3 separate regions of the Sus scrofa genome follow, and regions 2 and 3 are each linked to region 1. The links are chromatin contacts, called in public Hi-C maps. All regions are on one chromosome and are shown on one strand. Each heading gives the region's core, a stretch centred on a gene start, on an enhancer-like site or on the middle of the called end of the contact. The rest is flanking DNA. Distances are from core to core; before and after follow the strand shown.

Region 1 (2,989 bases), core at 344-2,843:
CTGTGCCTGTGACCTACACCACAGCCCATGGCAGCGCCAGATCTTTAACCCACTGAGTGAGGCCAGGGATCGAACCTGTAGCTTCGCAGTTCCTAGTTGGATTCATTTCTGCTTCGCCACATATACTTTCCTCAGACATAAATTCTTGAGCTGAGCTGATTTCAGGGACAAGGAATATGCCCTGAGTTATCGTAACTCAACTTGTCCACTCCCTATCATCTCATGGGCATTATTCCTTCCTTTAAAAGCCTTAAATAAGAAAGGCATAATGTGAACGCACATAATGATGATGTTTAACAATATTTATGTTAAACCTGTGAAAGAAGGCATGTTCCCACGTACGTGCTTCCTGCTTCATGGTGTCTGTTTCGGTTTTGCTTTCTTGGTTTCACCACTAGTCTCAAACTCTGTCATGGTAATTAAAAACCACTCTTGGAGTTCCTGTCGTGGCGCAGGGGAAAGGAATCTGACTAGGAACCATGAGGTTGCGGGTTCGATGCCTGGCCTTGCTCAGTGGGTTGAGGATCCGGCGTTGCTGTGACCTGTGGTGTGGGTGGCAGACCCGGCTCAGATCCCTTATGGCCGTGACTCAGCCATAGGCTGGCAGCTGTAGCTCCAACTGGGCCCCTAGCCTGGGAACCTCCATATGATTCAGGTGTGGCCGTAAAAAGACAAAAACATAAAATAAAATAAAATAAAATAAAAACCACTCTCTTCTGTGGAAACTAAGTTTTGTTCTCTTTGCTCACTCTGCCTACTCCTGAACTGCTGAATTTTATAGTAGATTTTTAAAGGCTAGACGGGAACTGAAAATCGGATGGAAAGAAACGTCTATCATTTGGTCTAGAAGAAAGGGGTGAAGGCCTCTGAGTTCCAAACTGAAAATAAAGTTCCATCCATCACATCAAGGGAAAAGCCCCTCTGTTCAGCTACACAGGATGGAGACGGTCTCGGGACCAGAGAGGATGCTCGGGAGCACCCAACTTTTACCAACACTAGAAAAACCAAATCAAAGCATCCTTCATGCCTTTATTACTCAAACTATGATAAAACATCCTTAAAACAGAGATAGAATTGGCCCACATTCACTATTTGCCTTCAGGTAGCTTAATTTTATGACAAGAGGTAATCTTTCAGGTCATGGATCTTTTCTCCAGGGACATAAATATTAATCTCATCATATAAGGGAGGCACTCATCATTCTTTGAAAACATTTCCAAATACATCATATCACACCTACCTTGAGCCCAGAAGCCCCCGGCAGTCCCTGGAGTCCAGGTTCACCTTTATTTCCCTGTCAAGGCATCACAACCATTTGAATTTTTAAAGGTTTAGTCACCAGATATCTGACATAGACCCTTCAAGGAATATAATTTAAATCGTTTCTACATTTTCAACTTTCCAAGAGCTTGAAACTTAGAATCTCTATGTGAGGCCTGCTTATTAAGAAAAATTCTTTTAAGCAAGGAAGTGCATGTGCATATTTATAAAGCTTTCTACAAGCCTGTTTTAGGCTGGCGGCTCCACTTAAGGAAAGAGATTCAAATCCTTAGGGACCAGCACTAACCACCAAGGTCTCGGTACTGCACGGGCTGGAGTCGTGTATTCAAACGGCATCCTCTAGGCTGGGAATCTCCATCTTTCCCTGATTCACTTTCTCTGTATGCAGTGAAGGAAAGAAAATTAGCCTCCAAAGCACAGTGGGATTTTGGAAGAAGCGTGCTTCAGAAAACGTTTAGTCTGTGCGATTTTTTTCCCTAGCAGTCTAGCTTCTAACGCAGTCCTTGCTCACAGAATCTTGGAGGCCAAGACCGGCTGACGGGGCAGAGAATGTAAGACAGGAAAAGGGGATCGGTTATTAAAAAAGAGGACACACCTCCTGGCTAATCAGGATAAACTGTCAGAGGTCGCTGGCTTTCAGATACACTTTGACAGCTGAAATCACAACCTTGTCAAGGTCTGGCAAAAGCCCGCAATGGAAGAGATTGGTGTGATGCCAGGAACGGGAGGTCAGTGGCCACCCAGAGCCAAGCTGGGCTCACTGGTCAGTAAAGGAAGCCAAATTCGTTTTCAACTCACATTGGGGGACATGTGACCATAATAGTTGGACTGACTTAAAGCATTCAGCACATAACAACATTATTGTACAATAGAACAGTGGCTGCTTAAATTTTCTAATTTTCCAAGTGATCAAGCTGAAACTCTCAGGGGCGACAGGACTTGCCAAAGGTTACAGGACTTGACTGTGTCAATATACCTTGACGTCACTTAGATAATATTTTACAAAACTGGAATTTAGTACGGTAGACTAACGGTTATCCAAAAAGGAGGTATCAGGAATTCCTGCCAACGTGCAGTGGGTTAAGAATCCTATTGCAGTGGCTCCGGTCTTTGCTGAGGCATGGGTTCAATCCCCAGCCCAGTGCAGTGCAGGATCCTTTTTCTTACCTTAGGTCCTGGTGTTCCGGGCTGACCTGGGGGCCCATCGCTTCCCATCAAGCCCTATATGTTAGTTGGGGATTGCAAGAGTAATTTAGAGAAGAATATTAAATCCATTTCAGGTTGTAAATTCCCATAATAATGAATCCACTAAAATATAATGCAACATATGTTTGCATATAATGCAAACTTCCTATACACATCCAAATAAAGGAAAATAAAGAATCAACTATGGAAGATAGCGTGAAGGCCAGCAAAGCCCTTACAACTTGGTTGCTCAATTCACCTACCAAAAAAATTATTGGAGAGCTAGTAAAAGACAAATGTAAAGAAAAGTTTATTTTTTTCTGCACTCTCACTTTCTTCCTTTCGTCACAATGGCTAAGAATTAGATTTCTTCGTAGATGTTATCTTGCAATTTTACTTACATTTTCTATTTTCTTGAGTAATATTTTGAAAAGGTTAAAATCTAATAAATTCTCTGAAAATAATAATCTCTCTTCAAGTTACAGGTGGCTATATTTTAAACTAACCATATGATTCAAATTAA
Region 2 (2,989 bases), core at 254-2,753, 380 kb after region 1:
ACGTAGCAGTCCTCGATGTTGAGGTCCTCCTCCTCCCCACCCTTCCCCACACAGGGGGGATTCTGACGTAAACAGTCTGGTCTGCTCAGCGGCTTCCCCATTTCCAAGGCAGTTAAGGCAAATGCTGCAGCTCTCGATCCAGAAAGGAGGCAGTAAGGCCACGCATCTTGCAGCAGAGCTCACGGCTTCTCCACGGGACCATCAAGGGTCTCCAGCCCAAAGGTGCACCCCGAATGACACACGTCTTAAGAGACGAAGCATTTAAGGCCATCAGCAGGGCACCAGTGGAAATGCAACCACCCCTCCACTGGTTGTTTGAGAAGGATTCTCAAAAATAAAGTGCATCAAGGACAGAGATCTGTCCTTCTCCTGCCCCACGCCCCCAAGTTCCCTTTCACACACTCCAGAACACAGAAAAAAGAAAACAAATACACACTTAACGGTGGTTCAAACACTCAGAACGTTCTTTTGTCAGTCCATTTCCCTTGTTATTCTAATTCTGCGTCTGAGAGTTCCAGATTAAAATTTCCAAAGGAGCGAGCATCTCGATGGGCTGAATGTTCATTTCAGCGGCCCTCTGGCAAACTGGAACCCGCTTAAAGATGGCTTGCAAAACTCCATCCCTTTTATAAATAAACCAAGGTTCAGAAACTTAAAAGACAAACCGCGGCAACCATGTACTGTTCAGATGAAGGCACAGAACAAGTCTTCGGAGAAAAATAAGTTAAGTCAAGCGCTGCAAGAAAGTTAAAATTTCCTTTTACTCTTTTTGGGAGTAGCTATAAATAATCTCAATCCAAAAGGCAGTTTTTCTTCCCATATTAAGCTTCTTCGAGGCTATTCCCAACTATCCAAAGGGAGGGAAAATAGACTTTTGGACGGCCAGGCCAGCACAATCCAGCAACGGTTTAAAGTAAACAGAAAGCATGGTGGACTCTGAACTCCCCTTTTTTCAAAAAAAAAAAAAAAAAAAATCCATTTTCGGAGAGTTTTATCTGATCCTCCTTAAGACGACTTGTTCCACCTGAGGCAACTGCAGCCGAGAAGAACTCGGGGCTTCTTCCAAGGCGCGGGCAGCAGCAAGGAGGCCGGGGCTCCTCTGGCCGGGCCGGCGTCCCCGAGCCCGCGCGCTCCCCGGGGCGCATCTGCTCCGCGCGCCCCTTGCCACAGGGCCGGGGCTCCCGCTCCGCTGCTACGCACTCCCCAGGCCGGGCTCTGCAGGCATGGCCCCGACTCTGGCCCCGGCCCGTGAGCCTTTCAGGGGGAGGTGCCCCGAGGCTGCGCGCCGGCGAGGCCACCGCCCGCCGGTGACATCAGCGCCAGCCAGACCCCTCCTGGAAGGGGGAGCAGGCGGCTGGGGCTGGGCTCGGCTTGCAGACCTGCTCACCGGGGAGGGGAGGGGAGAGGAGGGCCGCCGGGGAGGGGCCAGCGAGCAGGGGCGGAAGCGACCCACGAATAGGACTAGGAACCAGGGACGGGGACCAGAGCTAGATCTGGTCACTGGGGAAAGCACACCCCAGCACGCTCTGGCGTGGACTCTCAGTGTTTGCTATCTGGATGCACAGTGCGTCTCCCTTCATCTCCCTTCCAAGTGGAATGCAGTGTCCTTCTTCCCCAAGCCCAAGTTCAAGGCGAGTCCACGATCCTTAAGGGTGCCGCACACATGTGAATATTACTAATAACCATGCAGTCCCCGTGGGTATGGCCAGGCTCAGGCAAAGATCAAGAGCAGTTAAGCAACTCTGGGTATAAGGAAACAAAATCACATCCACAGATTTTTATCTACTCAACAAACAGCCTATTAAAAGACTGAAAATAAATCTGGCAAGCCAAATCTTAGCCTTTGGGGGAGGGAGGGGCATTCATAGTTTTATTAAAAATAAGATCAAATCTATCCATTCTTTACGAAATAAGTACCAATGCCAGAATAGAAGACAGCAGGCAGATTTTCTTGCCTCAGTCTCACAAGATAATCATTTGGACATAAGTAAAACTGCTGACCCGAAGTGAAGACAGTTCTAGTAAAAACCGCAGTTCTAGTAAAAACCGCCGTATACTTTCTCTGATGACTTTACAGGCAAGAGGAGGGGAGGAACTTTCGTACTGTTCATGGGAGAGATTATTCCCAAATGATTTTTATAAACCTAAGAACGGAATTTAAAAAAAAAATCTATCTCCAGACACAACTCTGTGGGTAACATACCCACTCAACAAATTATTGAATGCCCCTCAGTAGGTGGCCATGATTAAGTTGGAAAAAAATATGTATAGCCATCTCTAAGGGAAAAGATCCATAGCAATACGATTATGCTGTGGCTCTCACCACGTCAATGCCCACTTTTCATAGCCAAGAAGTACTTCAACAAGCCCTGGATCCTGTGGTGTCTGAGCACACAGGCTGTTCTGACCTGCAGACTATAAGACAAAGAAAAAACGTGCCTACAGTTATCACGTATGAATGGTCAGGCACTAGGCAGGAATTAGCAGAGACTAAAGACCTGCCTGCCAACCTCCACTATCTTGACAGGTAAGAAAGCTACTTATTCATAGCTATGGGCATAATAAAATTTCCATGGAATGGGCAGGAGGGTGTTCCTTGAAACATCCTGAGACCCTCACAGAACCTTTCACAGGGAAGAATAGCCCTCATTCAGCCCACCTTAGGCTCTAACTCTGGGTCCCTAGTTCTATTCCATTCTATTCTATGCCATGTCATGCCATGCCAGTAACCTCACCATTGAGGTGAAGAGTACACCTGTAAAACTGCACAGATAATTCATTCATAAGTTCAACCGTCCATCACACAGGGCTCACTACCTGCCCACTGGCACGGTGAGCCCTCGCCGGTGTAGAGAGAGGCAGCGCCTCCTCTCCTGCACAACGTCAAGTGGAGAAGACGGAGCAGAGGGTGGGTGCAGTACGGCTGGGAAGCAGGAAGTGCCCTGGGAAAATGCCCTGTAAGGATGTGCCATGATTAAATTGCTGTGGG
Region 3 (2,989 bases), core at 365-2,864, 320 kb after region 1:
GTGTACACATGTACGTGGGGGAGGGGGAAATGGTAGTCTTTTGAAAATTTTTTTAAAAGCTTGGAAAAATTCAATTGTAATGGAGTAGAGTTGACTTACAATGTTGTGTTAGTTTTGGTTGTACAGCAAAGTGAATCGGTTATACCAATACACACGTCTCTCCACCCAATACGCTGTAGTGACCTCTATGGGGAAAGAGTCTGAAAAGGAATGGATGGATGTACAGATGTCCACGTAATCCTTCTCTGTAAGTCAACTATACGCTTTTACAGAGCAGGGGGAATTACCTCTGAGGACCCTTATTATCATCTTACATGTGGACGGTGTTTGTATCATCTCCGTGATGAAAAGAAAAAGGGCCAACTTCAAGCGCAGCTCAGAAGCTCACAAAATGCCAAGGGAACACTAAGACAGAGATTCTCAATCCTGGGGGTACATACGAATCACCCCAGAGAGTAACATGCTACGCAAGTGTGCCATTTCCCAAACTAACCTCGAGCTTACCATTACCTAATTAACCGAATGGTCTTTAGAAAGCTACACACCTTCGGTGTCTTAATAATACTATGTTATTTATATATATATATATATATATATATACACACACACACATATCTTTATAATAGGAGGCAACTACATCTGGGAATTTTTTGGCAAGAGACACCCTTACAATATCTCACTATTTCTGTAGTTCGGTTTTTGTAATGATCACTGTCTCATGTTATGCTGAACCGAACGCAAGTTTGAGACTCACGGTCTTGACACAGATGTTCTTCACACAGCAGACACACAATAAATGTGATCGCTGAGTACAGGTCGGAATAAAACTTTTTGAAGACAAAGGAAAGGTCCCCCGAAGGTGACCTGAAAAGATTTCTTTTTGAAACGGGCTTATCCTTATCTCAGAGGAACGGTGACGGGCACTAGGCCACATGAGGAAAAGGGGAAAATGACAGTGCTTTACCTGTTCTTATTTCCAGGGCTCTCTAACTTCATGTGCTTTCATCAGACTGCATAACACAACATCCACGTTCAAGTTCAAACAAAATGTTCTATTTTTAGGAGGGGGGAGGGAGGAGGGAGCTGGTCACGGTCACTGCACGGCCAATAGGCTAAGCCACTTCTAAAGCCGCGTCTGGCCAAAGAAAGGACCTCAGCCTGTCCCCCATTATCCTGGGGTCACAACCCTGCGGTCAGTGAGACCACCGGTGGAAGCAAGCGGCCCAGAAGGCGACGCCTCGAATTTTCTGATGATGCCAACACAGACATCATTCATTTTCTTCCCTGCTTTTTAGAAATTATCATGTTTCGAGCCGTGATTGATACGAAGATGCCTGACATTATAAAACAGCTTGTGGGAACACCCTTCTTTTACCCACATCCTCACCCCAAGGGCTGATGTCACTTTACAAACAGAATGATACAAAAACCCAAATTCAAAACAGTTGGGAGAATTGGGAGGCGGGGTGTGCGCTTTGCGTGGCATGTGGTAGGAACACAAAAGTTGGAAAATATAAAGTAACAGTGTTTCCATAGCTCCCTGTGTACACAAGGAGGCCAGTGACTGTGTGTCTTTAAGGGCAGGGGCAGATTTCATGCACATATGTGCTAATACCCACGTAGGAAGGGGGCGATCAAACTTCCCCACTGTGCTGTTTAAAGGAAACTCAAGGGCAAAATCTATACTAGGTTTAGTACAGAATTACCTCCTGCAAGGCACCTGGTCTGTGGAGGAAACGACAAGGAAGACAGCTGGGAACAACTGAAATGCCAATGTTTGGCCCTGATGTGGTTTAGATTGTAGAAGATTTGCAGTTTTCATTCTGTAGGTGTTAACAATTAACCCTGGAATCATAACCAGAAGATCCCCGGAGAGTAAACATAGTCCTGCCACCTGACCAATGTCAAGGGCAACTGACATTGTTAAATTTAAGATAGGTTCACGCTGGATAGACAGCCTTTTTTCTCTAGTGAGGAAGAAACACGCAATCAGCTAAGAAAGTTGAAAAAGCGCTTGAGTGATACACATAGACACAACGTGCTTTGCTCACTCAGACCCACCTTGTGCTGGGCCAGCTGGGTTTTGATTTTGTCTGGGTCGTTGGCAATTTCCAGCTCAGCATCCAAAGACTTTTCTGACTCTTCCAACCATTCCATAAGCTTACTCCAGGCTTCATGGAACTGTAAAAGAAACCCACACCTTCGTACACGAAATTTTCAGACGTACCCACTGTATCAGAAATCTAGTACATTTTAAACAGAAATCAGTAACTGGAAATGTTAAAAATTATTAATTCAAAAATTTCCCTAAAGAAGAAAAAGGAAGACTATTTTTTCTTTGCTTTTTCCTTTTTAGAGCCACACCTGCGGCATATAGAAGTTTCCAGGCTCAGGGTCAAACTGGAGCGGCAGCTGCCGGCCTACGCCACAGCTTGGGGCGACACCAGATCCTTAACCCACTGATAGAGGCCAGGGATCGAACCAGTGTCCTCACAGACACTGAGCTACAACAGGAACTCACAAAGCACTATTTTCATCAGCAGATTACAAAACGTCTTGTTAGGGCTTGGCTTCTGTGGCCAAGACCCATGGTCACTTTATTGTAACTCATTCAAATGCATCAACTTTAGCAAAAATAGAAATGGCCCTAGAAGCAGTTAGGGCACAGCAGGTAGAAAGGCTGACCCTTTCTTTTGTTTAATAAGTAACAGAAACTCTTAGAGAATTCCTTTTTTTGGCTTGGTATTGTCTCCTGACAGATCTGGGTTTACATCTAAGGTGTTTAATTCCTAGGTTAAGAAAGAGATTTCAGAAAGGGGGGGGGATAAAGTCTGAAAATTCCTTTTCACGAAAAGAGGCTGTTACATTCCTATTTAATGCAAAGCTAGTTCCACATCTTTAGGGCTGCTATCAAAATCCTCAAATCAACGCCTGTGCCTTGTGTATCGGTGTTGTATGGAAAAGCGCCCACAGTACGGAGTTCTAACAA

What was found. Hi-C and Micro-C count contacts between places; a contact is called where the count stands out from the background.
Region 2: a contact with region 1 is called in a Hi-C map of liver, with 4 times the contacts expected there. The contact joins two enhancer-like sites. A contact is called at or near these places in 2 of 47 Hi-C or Micro-C datasets (liver and skeletal muscle).
Region 3: a Hi-C map of liver shows a contact between it and region 1, with 2.8 times the contacts expected there. The contact joins two enhancer-like sites. A contact is called at or near these places in 3 of 47 Hi-C or Micro-C datasets (embryonic fibroblasts and liver).

What each region holds. Positions count from the first base shown.
Region 1 is chr7:29,587,160-29,590,148 of Sscrofa11.1, reverse strand. COL21A1 (collagen alpha-1(XXI) chain) reads right to left here. Exons shown (of 30, transcript XM_013977769.1): 20 at 2,449-2,502; 21 at 1,241-1,294. Among named protein-coding and RNA genes, the nearest start is that of RPS18, 50 kb to the left of the region's middle. Within about 2 kb of position 1,593, at least 5 of the 83 cell types and tissues checked have an H3K27ac peak or open chromatin away from gene starts, as enhancers often do. A contact at or near this core is called in liver, where this site is marked.
Region 2 is chr7:29,206,960-29,209,948 of Sscrofa11.1, reverse strand. The region is part of intron 61 of DST (dystonin); the gene reads right to left. Among named protein-coding and RNA genes, the nearest start is that of COL21A1, 210 kb to the left of the region's middle. Within about 2 kb of position 1,503, at least 46 of the 83 cell types and tissues checked have an H3K27ac peak or open chromatin away from gene starts, as enhancers often do. A contact at or near this core is called in liver, where this site is marked.
Region 3 is chr7:29,265,041-29,268,029 of Sscrofa11.1, reverse strand. It overlaps DST (dystonin), which reads right to left. Exons shown (of 101, transcript XM_021098579.1): 85 at 2,062-2,181. Among named protein-coding and RNA genes, the nearest start is that of COL21A1, 150 kb to the left of the region's middle. Within about 2 kb of position 1,614, at least 5 of the 83 cell types and tissues checked have an H3K27ac peak or open chromatin away from gene starts, as enhancers often do. A contact at or near this core is called in liver, where this site is marked.